Linked DNA regions of Anas platyrhynchos: region 2 is linked to region 1. A link is a contact called in public Hi-C data. All regions are on one chromosome and are shown on one strand. Each heading gives the region's core, a stretch centred on a gene start, on an enhancer-like site or on the middle of the called end of the contact. The rest is flanking DNA. Distances are from core to core; before and after follow the strand shown.

Evidence for each region. Hi-C and Micro-C count contacts between places; a contact is called where the count stands out from the background.
Region 2: a contact with region 1 is called in a Hi-C map of skeletal muscle, with 2.6 times the contacts expected there. The contact joins two enhancer-like sites. A contact is called at or near these places in 6 of 8 Hi-C or Micro-C datasets (F1 follicle, F5 follicle, liver and 2 more).

What each region holds. Positions count from the first base shown.
Region 1 is chr4:73,651,505-73,658,124 of IASCAAS_PekinDuck_T2T, forward strand. It overlaps ST3GAL5 (ST3 beta-galactoside alpha-2,3-sialyltransferase 5), which reads right to left. Exons shown (of 7, transcript XM_072037864.1): 7 at 6,532-6,620. Among named protein-coding and RNA genes, the nearest start is that of ST3GAL5, 36 kb to the right of the region's middle. Within about 2 kb of position 2,702, at least 1 of the 8 cell types and tissues checked has an H3K27ac peak or open chromatin away from gene starts, as enhancers often do. A contact at or near this core is called in F1 follicle, where this site is marked.
Region 2 is chr4:73,732,467-73,739,193 of IASCAAS_PekinDuck_T2T, forward strand. POLR1A (RNA polymerase I subunit A) reads right to left here. Exons shown (of 34, transcript XM_027455734.3): 13 at 5,425-5,679; 14 at 4,898-5,089; 15 at 4,031-4,174; 16 at 3,477-3,660; 17 at 1,877-1,959; 18 at 1,600-1,758; 19 at 1,179-1,277; 20 at 143-295. Among named protein-coding and RNA genes, the nearest start is that of POLR1A, 13 kb to the right of the region's middle. Within about 2 kb of position 3,110, at least 4 of the 8 cell types and tissues checked have an H3K27ac peak or open chromatin away from gene starts, as enhancers often do. A contact at or near this core is called in F1 follicle, where this site is marked.

The DNA.
Region 1 (6,620 bases), core at 1,452-3,951:
TTCTCTCCCGTATTAAATGGGGAAATAAGACAGCAATCAGAAAATTTGAGGTAGGGGAAAAGCAGTGGTCCTTCCAACACAAGCAAGAGATTCTCCAGGGACATCAGATGGGGCAGTCGCTATCAACCCATCCTTATTTCTGGTGAGTTTGCACAATGTGGAACCTGCTTTTGTCCCCAGGTCTCCTCCCCTCAGCTGACATTCCCAATCACCAACACAAAAAGAAGAGAAATCCAAGACCTGGTGCTCAAACATACCTGGAGATGGATCTCCAGTGAAATACCGGCCTCTGCAAGCTGGTAAGCTGCTTTCTCCAAGGCTGGGAATTTTAGAGCAGGTTAGGGCTCTAAAATTTAGGGCTCTAATTTTGGTCAGGGTGGGGTTTGACACACAGCTCCTTCTGAATCAAGAGCCTTTCATTCCCTCCCCTCTGCCCCCAGCATCCCTGTTTGACTCCAGGGGGGAGCCTGTCCCCAGCTTTATGGCTGCATTTTCCTTTTTCACAGCACATTGTGTAAGCAGAGCTGAAAATCCTTGAGGAGGAAGGGTGAGTAACTGCAAGCTCAGCATCGGCACATAATATCATGCTTCGAGCTGAAAGGGCAGAGAGAGGGGGGCTGGAAAGGACGCTCCCTCCCTCCCCACAGGGCACCTAAACCCATGCCCACGGTGGGATCAGCTACAGCTGAAGCCATCCCTGCTGGAGCTGCTCCCACTCCTGTCAAGGAATTTGAGGATTAAGACCTCATGGCCTCCCTGCACAATCCAGGCGAACCCTTCTCTAATCTCATGTTAGAAAAATCTACTTGAGATGAACCTGAACGCCCCAGGATGCTGTTTGTGTCTGGGGTTATGCAGAAGGAAGAAAGGAATTACTCCCCCTCTCACTGACCTTCTGGTCTTCTCAGGACCCACTGGTCTGTGTTCATTCATGTACCCCTGCTTTTGGGTGTCTCAGAGTTTTGATTGCCCTCCAAGTCCCTCTGGTGGGATGGAGAGGCCTGGTTTGGAGAGGACTGGTTTTGGCATGACACTTTCTGTCCTGCAACACCATACCTGTGGGAAGCCACCATGTGCAGGAGTGTTTTACTGCTCTATAAAATCCCCTCCAGCACAGCTGCCCATGCAGATAAACCTCAGCTTGTCTCAGGTCCAGAGGATTCCTGCTCTTCACAGATCTCTGGGAATTGTGAACAACTGCCTGAATGTCCATGGAGGCTGCAGGAGGGGGCATCAGCGGTCCTGCATACGTTTCCATGGCCAGAGAAATGAAGATCTGTCATAAAACTGCTGTCTCTCATGAATTCTTCCACTTATAGAATCATTAAGGTTGGAAAAGACCCCCAGGATCATCTGCTCCAACCACCCCCCTACCACCAATGTCACCACCAAACCATGTCCCCAGGCACCAGGCCCAACCTCTCCTTGAACACCCCCAGGGACGGTGACGCCACCACCTCCCTGGGCAACCCGTCCCAACACCTGACTGCTCTTTCTGACAGAAATGTCTCCTCATTTCCAACCTGAACCTTCCCTGGCACAACTTGAGGCCATTCCCTCAGTCCTATCACTGGTTACCTGTGAGAAGAGGCTGACCCCCAGCTCCCTACAACCTCCTTTCAGTCAGTTGCAGAGAGCAATAAGGTCTGCCTTGAGCTTCCTCTTCTCCAGATTAAACCCCAGTTCCCACAGCTGCTCCTCACAGGACTTGTGTCCCAGGCCCTTCACCAGCTCCATAGCCCTGCTCTGGACACGCTCCAGGGCCTCGATGTCCTTCTGGTACTGAGGGGCCCAAAGCTGAGCACAGCACTGAGGTGCGGCCTCACCAGAACCGAGCACAGGGGGATGAGCACCCCCAGGTCCTGCTGGCTGCACTATTCCTGATACAGGCCAGGATGCCACTGGTCTTCTCATCCAAATCATCATGCTGGAAGGGAAAAAAAATACAGAGAAAATTCTTTCAAATGATATAAAACCCCACTGCCCAGTGAATGGTAGGAGAACAGCCTCCAGCCCTCCTTTTTTCCTCAGGCAAAGCAGACGAGGAGCTCATCTAGGTCCCCAACCAAACACTGGGACTTCCCCAGAGATTTTCCTCTGTGAACTCAAACCCCACACCTCCACCAAACCCCCCGTGAAATCCTCCCGGCACCACCTCTGCCTCCTTCTGCGTGTCACAGGGAAGAATTCCCTCGCCACCTATGGCTTCGAGTCCGAGGAAAGGGGATTTAGAAATATTATTAGGTACTGGCTTTGCTGTGTTTAATCCTAGGCAGATGCAAAACTGAGCATACAATAAAATAAATAAATAAGTTAATTAATTAATTAATTAATCTGAAAGGCATTTTTGCAGTTCTGGGAGAGCACTAGCCAGGGATTAGGGTGACACTTGCCACGTCAGCTCGCAGCCTATTTAACAGCTGCTGGCTCATCAATAGCTGCCTATAATTAACACTCAGTGATGGGATGCAAGTATTTCCAGCTCCACTTGCCGGAGGAAAACTGCTCATCCCTGCAGCCCTCACTTCAGGGTTGACTTCTGGCACCCAGCACAGGCGTGTTGCGTTAGCGGTGAAGGATTTTTGGGGGTTTTGACCCTTTTAGCGGTGCGGTGCAGCTGGAGGAGGGGCTGGTCCAAGCCTGTGCACATCCCGGCTGGCAGCAGGGCTCTCTCCGAGCACTAGATGGGGCTACGAGCCCGCTTCTCATCTCCAACCCTCTGCAAACCAGAAATGCTGCCCTCAGGCTCAGCCCTCCCAGGGCTGCTGTAGGGCTTGGGCGCATCTCCCTGGTACCCAGGTGTTTCAAAGCACCGAAATTCCTAATCCAGCCTGAGCGTGAGCCTTTACACGGCTCGTGACCACCTCATGGGGTGTTCAAGGTTGGACGTGGGTTAGTGGGTGATGGTGGTGGTAGGGGGTGATTGGACCAGATGATCCTGGAGGGATTTTCCAACCTTAATGGTGCTACGGCAGAAGAAGCAGTGAAACCCTATAAACATCTTCCTGAGCCACTGCCATCCATCCATCCATCCAGAGCAGCAGCCAGGCCCAGGGACACACCAGAATGAATTTCTGGCTGGTAACACAAGGGACAGTCCCCTCAGAGGGAAAAGTCAGGTTAGAAATCAAGGAGGATAAATTCAGACCAGAGAAATAGTCACAGGGTTCAGAGACTCGTGACCTCGCAGAGGAAAACCCCTTGGGGTTTTGAAATAAGCTGCAACCTGTCCTAGTTAGCTGCCTCTATGAAGAGGAAAGAACCTGCTTAAAAATAACCCCCCTTCACCCAGGCCTGAAACCAGACCTGCTCGTGGTAATCTCGATACCGTCGGCACAAACCAGCCCTTCTTTCCAGACTTTGCATAGCAGGATAGGCGATAAGTTACCACTCCAACATGCAAACTTCCCTCCAGGATAGAGCAGCACAGAGAGGTCCCGAAAGCTGCTCTGGACCCAGATCCTGCTCTTCCCTCATGGGTACAAAGAGGTGAGCACCCAAAATCTGCCAGCACCCTCACCAGCATCCGCGGTCCTCTGCAGAAGAGCTGCTGAGCCTGGCAAAGACGGCAGGGAGACACCGCAACCCCACGGGGCATCCATCTGGGGACAGGAAGAGGAAAATAGCAGGGGAAAATAAAAATTAAAATATGGAAGAATTTAAAAAAAAAAAGAGGAGGTAGAACTGATGACAACATATAGGGAAAAGCTGGAAGCAACAGCCCAGCTCTTAAGAACCCCTCCGCAGTCGGTCTGTGGGATCTGCCCAGGTCCTCGCATCCCTTCCCCAGCTCACGCCGCGGTGGTGGGGAGGAAAGGGCTGCACCCCATGCGAGGTGTGCTGTGTGCCTGGTTTAGCTGGGACCAGGCAGAACCAGGCTGGAGAAAAGGAGAGGCTCACAGGGAGCCTTGTTTCGTGCTCCCCTCTTACCCTGCCATTGCTTCCATACTCTGGCTTCCATACTCAAGGCTTCCTTGGGCTATAGCAAATACGTTTACGCACAGCAGGAGAGGGAAGTAAGGGGCTAGGGAAACCACGCGCTGTCTGCTTTCTAGCTTTCCTTGTACAGGAAGATTAAAAGGGTTTTTCCTGAAGAAAAACCTTCACCTTTTTCCCATCACCTTCGTGCTGGCCCTTGGCAGCCCCTCGCAACAAGCGGCTCGAGCACCCAGCCGCATACCGAGGGTGCTGAGCTCTGGGGACAGGAGAAAGGAGTAGGAGCGGCTGCACTGAACAGAAAGGCTTTGTTCTCCACAAAGGCGTAGGTCAGGGGTCAGGAACAAGTTGGTTTTGGCCTGAGCACAAGAGAAGCAGGGAGGGAGAATGAACGAAGCAGGCAGATGATCCTGGGCAGGAGCGCGGCACCTGAGCAGAGAAGCTGCTCCAGTTCCAGGAGGTCATAGGCTGGAACAAGCGAGGTGGCAGGGTTTTGGTTAAGATTATTTATTTTTTGTTAAAGTACGAAGAGGTGAAGCACAAGTGCTTGGGCGAGCAGAAAAAGGCCAGCCAGCTGGAACAGGCAGGCACCTGGCGAGCTTAGCAAAACCTCAGGGCGCTGCATCTCCGCTCTCCCACCTCAAAACTCAGTCCGGGCAAATCCAGGCCTTGCATTATCAATATAAACCACAAAAGTTGTCATAACAGTGCTGATTTAATGCTCGAGCAGCTCGACCGTCAGAGCTGTCACTGGTGTTGTGACCTTGCAAGTCATTCACACATGGTAAAGCTTCAACTCCAGCTCCTGAGGCTCATACCAGGTCTGCAGCAGAAGATCCGTTTTTGCTTGAAGGCTTTTTTTTCTTTTTTTTAAATTAAAAAAAGAATGTGAGTCATGTTGCTCTGAGCACATAGGTACTGCATGCTTCACCCAGCAAGGTGCAAGGAATGAAGGTGGAGTTTGAGCAGCAGGATTCCCACGCCGCAGGAATGCGGTGGGTCCCTTAGGGGCGATACGGGGAGCACCACGGAGCCAGGAGCTGTTGCTGATCCTCCCCAGGAAGGAAGGGAGGTTCCTACATAACACACACAGCCTGGGGACTTGGGGTCAGGCAGGAGGAGCACCCACCTTGCATCCCGCAGCTGGAGACACGCTGAGATGTAGGCGAGCATTGATTACCTGAGGTCGTGATCCACACCACCCATGGGGCTGTGGGTGGCTGCTTCAGCCCCTGCTTGCAGGAACATTCAAGGCAAAATAAGATAGCCGAGGAGGTGGAGAACACAAGAATCTGCTTTTAGCAAGAAAAGTGCTTTTTTTTGTGCCCTCCGCCCTGAGGGAAGTTGAGGAGCCCATCTTCCAACGCCCCGTGAGACATGGGGCAAGGCTGATGACAGACTGCTCCAACCTGTTGCAACCAAGACATTCCTACACAGCCCAAAACCACCCCTTCCAGCACTACCCCACGCTGCAGACAAGTGGCTTGCTCTCCTCGTGTACCTCTGGCATGTTTGTGGTATCATAAAAAAAAGAATTGTGACCTTACCCACGGTACTTTTCCAACGTGTCATCGTTTTATCTCCAGCTCCAGATAAACTGCCTGGGCGCAGGATTCATATAGACTTGGAAGACAGCACCGTAAATTCGCACTTGGCAATTCAAAGCTCCCAGCGTTTGTTTGAACAAACAGGACCTAGCCAAAGTAAGCAAGCTGCTCATCTCTTTTGCCATTCTCTAAAGAGCCATACAATTCAGAAAAAAAAAAAAAATAGGGAAGAAAGAAAGTTTCACAAGTTTTTAAAATCCTCCAAATGCTTTCAGAAGTGTTTAGTCCTGATGTGAGAATTTCTATTTATCTCACCTGAAGGTGACAACTAAAGTATAAGAGATTATGCAAGTACTCACAACCACTCTAGAGCGGAAGGAGAAGAAAGTTGAAGCTGTTTAAAACACACACAGACACATCCCTGCACAGGAACCAGGAAAAAAAAATCAGCCTCCTCACAGGTCAGACAAACACACGACTGATTCCTCCTAGGACAGTTACCAAGAACAATTCTGTTGTGCAACACAACAGGTCCAGCGCAGCTCCCAGATTCTTTGTTGATGTTTTTAAACAAACATTAGTAATGCACATGGACAAGCAACAAGGCACTCTTTGCAAAGGCTAAGTTCTGGGACACAGCGGCACAGACACACAGCTCTTCTTGTTAACTCACCTCGAGCAAGACTGAGGAGTCACAGACCAGAAGACACAGACCTGTCTCCACCTCCTTAAGGAGACCCATCGTTGAGTTTAATGCCAGTGCTAAAACCCAGTCTGAAATCTTCTCATCCACATTAACCTCAGGAACCTGGATGCTTGTGGAATGGTCATTGTTAAGATGGATTAAGATGGGTTCCCTCCTTCCAGGTACCAGAGATGGAATTCCAATGACAGGTACCAAAAAGGCACAGAAGAAAGGAGACGGACTGAAGAACCAGCCAGAGATCTTCAGTGCCTGGGATCGCACTGAAACTTTAAGCTGGCTCCGTAAAACATGCAAGAACCTTAATAAGCGAGGCAAAACAAATGACAAACTAAGACAAATACGTAAATAGAAAGTGGTTTCATCAGTTTATTGCTTTTAGCAACCCGAACTTTGCTGCCATTTCACATATGGTCGAGTCTGTGCAGGAATAC
Region 2 (6,727 bases), core at 1,860-4,359, 81 kb after region 1:
TGGTAATTCATACTCTTTCTGAAAAGCTGCATTTGAAAGCAGGGTATACATAGGTGATTTATCTATCATGGTAAAAAACTCTGTATTAAAATAGTAAGATCTAAATAAATTTCAGTATAAGCAGAATGAGTATAAAGCTTACAGATGGTTTGATTCCAGTGAGAAATCTGCCAGTCACAAATCCTCCTGAGCTAGGGGAGAAATCGTAAGGTTGGAAACACGGCAGAGACTTGCCAGATGCCATCAGCGGGGGCCTTCGACCTTCCAGCTCAATCTGGCCCAGCAAACAAGAGATCTGCATGTGGACAGGAAAAGCACAGGCAAGGAAAGATAAAAGGAAACATCACTTTTTCATATAACTTTTTGCTCACGTAAGTGCAATGTTTTTTCTTGAAAAACTTAATAAAGCAATTAAATGTTCGGTAAATGTTATGTTCATTAAGTGTTCTTGCTACTGATGGACAGTAACGACGTGGATCTCATCTGGTCTTTTTAAATAAAGTTATTCCAACCCTTGACTCACCCTCAACACTTCTATTCACATTCTGTATTAATATTTTAATATAAGGAGATGTGAAACTAAAATGTTTTAAATAATTAGTTCTCTTTGTTACCCTTACGACCTCCCAGCATTTCATTAAAAACAGAACAACAGCAACAAAAAAAAAAGCAAAAAAACCCTCTTAACCTTTGGTACTTTAGATAGCCCTTTTCTACAGAGTGTTTGGTGTTTTGTCTGCATTGCAGAAGGCAAAATGAAAAAGCATTGTTGCCATTTCCACTAAATTCAAAGTAAGATTTTGTTGTTCCTACAGCAGTGGAAGAAGGAAACTGAGGGGTCAGTCTCCAGCAAGAGCCAGGGAAAATTCTTTCTCCTGCAGGAGGTTTGTTTGTATTATCTGCAGCATTCCTTCCAACAAGAAGGCCTGCAGTTTCTATGAATCCTTAATGCACTAAGAACTGCTGGAAAGAAAAAAAAAAAAAAAGGTAAAATTATCTGCTGAGGTCTTTATTATATTCTTCCCAAACTTTTCCATGCAAAAACTTGTATTCCCAAAGCCCACAATAAAAAACTTGCATTGCAATTAGAGAATCATACAAGACCTACTCAATAACTTGCACTCTTGGACAAATTACTTCAATATTCATAGCTGCTCAGTAATTATAACTGTCATTACCTGTACTGTATTTACAGTGGATCCTTTGGCTCCTGACTGTACCATCAATTGCAAATTGTTCTCCGGAAAGCTCCTGTGCAGACCAAGGGGCATACAAACCTAAAGAGTTGGAATAGCGGTGAGGGGAACAGAACAAAACTATTAGTAATAAAACAATGAACCAAAGCAATTCCTGTCAAAGGCTTTAAGAAGTAAAACCAGGACAAATCACAGGCATTCCTATTTATAATCTTAAAAGCATCTTGAATATTAAGCCATCTTATTCAGGGAGGATGAGGGTGAGGTACTGGCAAGGCAGTATCTGAAGCCTAAGCTGGGGACAAATGGAAAGCTCCAGCCTCCAGAACAGTCAGGCACCCCTCATCAACATGAAATTAACTTTCCAAACAAGATTAGTATATACAGATGCCTCGATGCCAACCTTGTTAACTTCATTGTTGTAATTGTTTACTTCCTCCTTGAATTTCAGATCAACCATGTTAAAATCCCTCTGGTCTTTGCAGAGATGGGCATCCTGCCATTTCCCTTGGACCTCCTCACATGACGTTGCTTCTGGCAAATTAAGAGCAGCTCTAACAGCCTGAAAATAAAACAAGGGATTTTTTAAGTGCCAAGCAGACATGATTACATAGGGCGGATTTTCTAATTTTTTTTTTTTTTAATTATTATGAAAAAAAAGCTCTGCAAAAACGACTTACTTCAATACCATGCTGGTTTGATTTTTCAATGATTTTTTGTCTCTTCTGATCTGCTTCAGGTTTAACCAAGATATCTTCAATCCCTGTTAAAGAAGACAGACAGACCACATCATGATCCAAACAGAGAAACAATTGTGAATGTATTCACCACTTCCTTCAGAAGTCACCAAAAATGGTCACTAAAAGGGATAAAACACATGATGGATGAGGACAGACTGAAAGAGACACATTTGTCTGGCTTTTAAAGATAGACGGAAATAAAAATTTCTTCAAGAGGGGAAAAAAAATCACAGTATCCAAGATCAAATGCTGGCCAAGAGAGATTGTAGAACTGCCATCCCTGAAGATACTCACTTGACTGGACACAGCCCTGCACAAGCTCACCTGGCAGGACTTGCTTTGAGCAGAGAGCTGCATTACATCACCTCCACGAGTCCCTCTCCCAGACCAAATTATTCCAACACTCTACACGTTCAGCATTTCTGTGGGGACCAGTGGGACTCTTTCGTACTGAGGTTTATAATGCAAAGGAGCTTAACGGTCCCATTACATGTCCCTTCACTGTCCAGTCCTTGCTCTCTTCTTCCCATTATGAACTTGTCTCTTCTTCCTCGACTCCTTCTGAACCTCATTAATCTCATCTCTAAGACTCATTTTGTTCAGTGCTAAATCATCTCATCTTCACCAAACACTAGGCTCCTGCTCCAGTTCCATTTCCCTTTTTCTGATGTTTTAAAAATCTAATGATCCCAGGCTCTTTGCTCATTATCTCTGTCAAGTGAGCTTTTGTGCCCTTGCTTTCAAGATATATTTTCTGTATCTTAGAGGCAATTAATCGTCTTACTTCAACAGATCTCCCACTTTTCTCTGTTTCACAGAAGACTGTTGTTTCCTCGCTGCTGTCAAAGCTTACTACTGCTCTACATAACTCCAAATGATTATGTTGTGCCTTCACAAGTGAATTTAAACTCTCCTGATGCTACATACCATAAATTTTTCATTAGCATAAGAACATCTTGCAAAGCTCTACGCGGTCATTTGAAATATTTTAACTACTGCAAGAAGAGGAAGCAGAGTAAGGGTCAATTTTTTATTGACTGCCAAGTGCATTTTTGCATGAGTTTGCAAAGCCGTAATGAAAGTCAAATATTTACCAAAAGTTTTACAGTAGAATGAGGTATGCTAGACTTGAGTAATAACCCCTCGAAGTCCTCCCTTCTCACTTATCAGTTGTTATGGTTTCTGTGCAATCATTCTTTTCAGAGAAGTAAAAAAAAATGGAGCTTCATAGGAAGTTTTGTCAATATGAAATTTAAACACGAGACATTTACACTCTTCACACTTTGATCAGGCAGGACAGATGAGAGAATTTAATGGACATCTTTACGATTATACTTTCTCCTCATGCTTAAAAGGCCAGCTATGTAAAAAACAGGAGTGAGGGGGAAAAAAAAGTCGGCAAACAGCGATCCCAGTCAAGGACACTGTCTTGTGGAAGTTTATTTACAGAACTCTTGGCATGTATTCTACCCAACACTGTCTGTTTTATACCTCGTGAGGTGCTGCAGTGCCCTGGTGAATTAGTCCTTGTGTTACTCACCCATTGTAAATCCCCTGTAGAGCTGCAGATAAGCAGTGAAGAGGCGTCCCAGACACGTTAGCACTTTCCCACTCGTTTCACCCCCATAGATTTCATAGCAACAGTGGACCAGGCCATAGGCAGAGCTGCCAAAGTGAGCTTTGTCCAACACGCCACAAAGTAATTCCCCATTTCTAATAATAACCTGAAAAAGAAAACAACTCTTCAGGAAAAAAATTTGATGACCTTTTCAGGTTTTTCTGAGTAAATAAGACACATGAAAAGAAGGCTTTAAGTAAAAAGCTTTAAAAGCCCACATATTGGTGAACAGTTAAACACATTCACCAATATTACCTGTTTACCTGTACTTAGATGGAATCTGCATCAGGCAGGATTAGAAGAGAGTTTTTCTTTACACTCAACCCTACCCTGTGATTACCACCTTCTGTCAGTATCTTTCAACGCCTGTTTTTAATTTCATCATCATTCTGTTTCCCTTCCCATTCCTCTACTCCATACCTATTTAGATTAAAAGGCATCCCAGCCCAGCCTCCAGAGGTGTAGCACCAGCATACCTGCGATTCACACATGGAATCAAGGTTTAGACATCTGTTTGCAGGTCCCTTTATCCAGGCTTTTCCACCAATCTTAGCTTTTCCAGTCAAATTCAGTGGCACGTGATTTTCTGGAATGATGTTTATTAGCAACGTAGAAACAACCTACAAAGAAGCAGAAAGAATGGCAAGAACTATTTATTTCCCGTATTCCTTTCTCACTGTAAAGAATTTGGCAAATAGGAGGAAACCAACGATCTATACATATATTTTTCACTGACAACAAACCTTTAAAAAATCAAAAGTGTGATGTTTACAAGAAAGGAATATGCTTTTGCAACTCTAGCATCTGAAAGAGCAATAAGACACAATTACTCTGAAACAAATGGCACCAGAGCTTTTTTTAATTTCCTTGTTAATGGGAAAAATAACTGTCCATCCACTTGGGCTTCTCAGATACTACATCAATATAATGACAATCTCAACCAAAAATTCAAATACTAGAGTATTTACCTAAAACCTTTAAGTTCAGAGGTTTAAAAGCAGCAGCTGGTGGAACTTTACCTTTCCACTTTCAGCAAGCTCTGCTTACTGTGATTGACAAATTCCTTCTCTGCTCTGATGATTGCAGCATTATGTTTCTATGTGCAAGACTGATAAGAGCAACAAGTAAAAGTACTATGCTAATTCTGTCATTTTAAATGAAAAGACTCTTACAGCCTTAGTGAGAATATACAATCAAGATCTGGATGGTTTAGTTCAGATATGGTTTTGCTTAGACAACAGGATGCAGCTTTTCATCAGCCCCCAGCAGCACTCATTTTAACAGTAGTGTTCTGCTTACTTTGGAGCCACCAGTGTTCTTTAACCCAATAAATTATAAGCTACCTGCTTTCCCGTCCATAGTCGTTGTGGTTTCATAATGGCAGGAGGAAATACTTTAATTCTTCCTTTTTTGTCTGTCAGGCCCCGGTAAACAAGTTCCATGTATTGCTCTCTCGTGAAGAAGCAGCCCCGGGTTGTCATGCTGACTCCAGAAATCATGTGGTCCTGGATCAGTCCTGGAAGTGGTTTGCCATCCTAAAGAAATTTGGAAGAAAAAAGGCTTGGTGGGGGGCAAGTGCCTGCAGCTTCCCAAATTAGTCTAGCTTGATAAAAGCATCAAAGTTCCTTCTTAAGAAGGCTTCATCACAGTACAGCTGTCTTCTAAATCTCTCCTAGGCATCACCAATTAAAAGGAACAAGATTGTTTAGATGTTCTCTCTCTTTTAGAGAGGGCACATCACAACTCAGTTTGGGGAGATAAGAAGCAAGTAACAATGCCTGAACAACAAAAATCTGCTGAGCACAGCTGGCAAAAAAAAAATTAAACAATGTGATTTCATGAAGGAAGTTTATCTGACAGCTTTATTTACCTTTGGAACTAGATACTGTTCATCAGTGAAGGCCAAAGTGTAGGCCTCTGCTCTACCCAGCTCGCTTTGTGGAAAATGGGCATTCATTTCGTCACCGTCAAAATCAGCATTGTAAGCCTTGCAGTTGGCGTAGTGAAGCCTCAGCACTTTTTCTCCAGGCAGGATTCTGGCCCGGTGAGCTTGGATGGAGGGTCTGTGAAGAGTGGGCTGGCGGTTCAGTAGAAGCACATCTCCTGTTTTAATGTGACGACAAACCTGCAAGAGAATTTCAGTTGATGTCTATAAAACATTTCCATGCGTGCCTCTGGAAAGAATGGATCTTAAAGCACACACGCATTCAAAGCAGTTTCTTCCTGGTATTAACATTCCGTGCAAAAGGTTTAAGAGAATCAATCAAGACTACTTACTCCTAAAGCTCTCTGCTCTCTACCAAACCACAGCCTAAGCCTGCTCTGTGCTCCATTAACACCCACAAACCACAGCAATCAAACCAAGGTAGCAGCGTGCGAGCCACACCCTGCCAGGCTCTCCTCTCCCCTGGCAATACACGCATCGAAGAATGAAAAAGGGAAATTCTGTTATTTGTAAGTGAGAAAATAAACCGAATTTGCCCAAAGCCAAATTGATAATTCCTGTCACCATAAAGCCAGTGCTGGACAGCTTGGAGTAAGGTAATATGACCAGGTAGCTGGAGAAGAGGCCAAGGAGCTCTGAGTTCTAACTTCATGTTTGAATAAAGCACAGGGTGGAGGTCATACAACAAACTCTCATCTAGAACACAGCCTCTCAAAATAATCTCACTTTAATTTGTCAGTATATAGACACTATTACAGATCCATCAAAGTGATCGTCAACAGCTCAAGATAACCTGTTTGTACAGTGTAAATACTCAGTGCTTAATTGAGTATATGAAGATTTCGGCAGGCATGCTGCTGTTTCCAGAGTTAGGAGCAAATAGAGCTTAAACATGCTGTGCTTAACATTACACGATGTGTTCATAGCCTGGTTTGGGGGAGTCTTCAGCATCTATTTCATCAGTGAGCTCAATTTTCATGTTTGTTTAGCAGGTCATCCCAGTAAAAAAAAAAGCCAAGGTGAAATTTTGAAGTTCTTACTGAGCAGGACTGACAACCCTAAAGCCACAGAACCCTGCATCTGTGACGGATGCAGCTTTGCAGTCTGGTGCAGTAATCACCCAAGGAATTAATGACTTCCACTCAAGCTCTCACGCATCACACCAACACTTTGTGAGCCTCAAGCACCACCTTGTATTCAAGAAGACCGGGTGGCATCCTCGCTGATC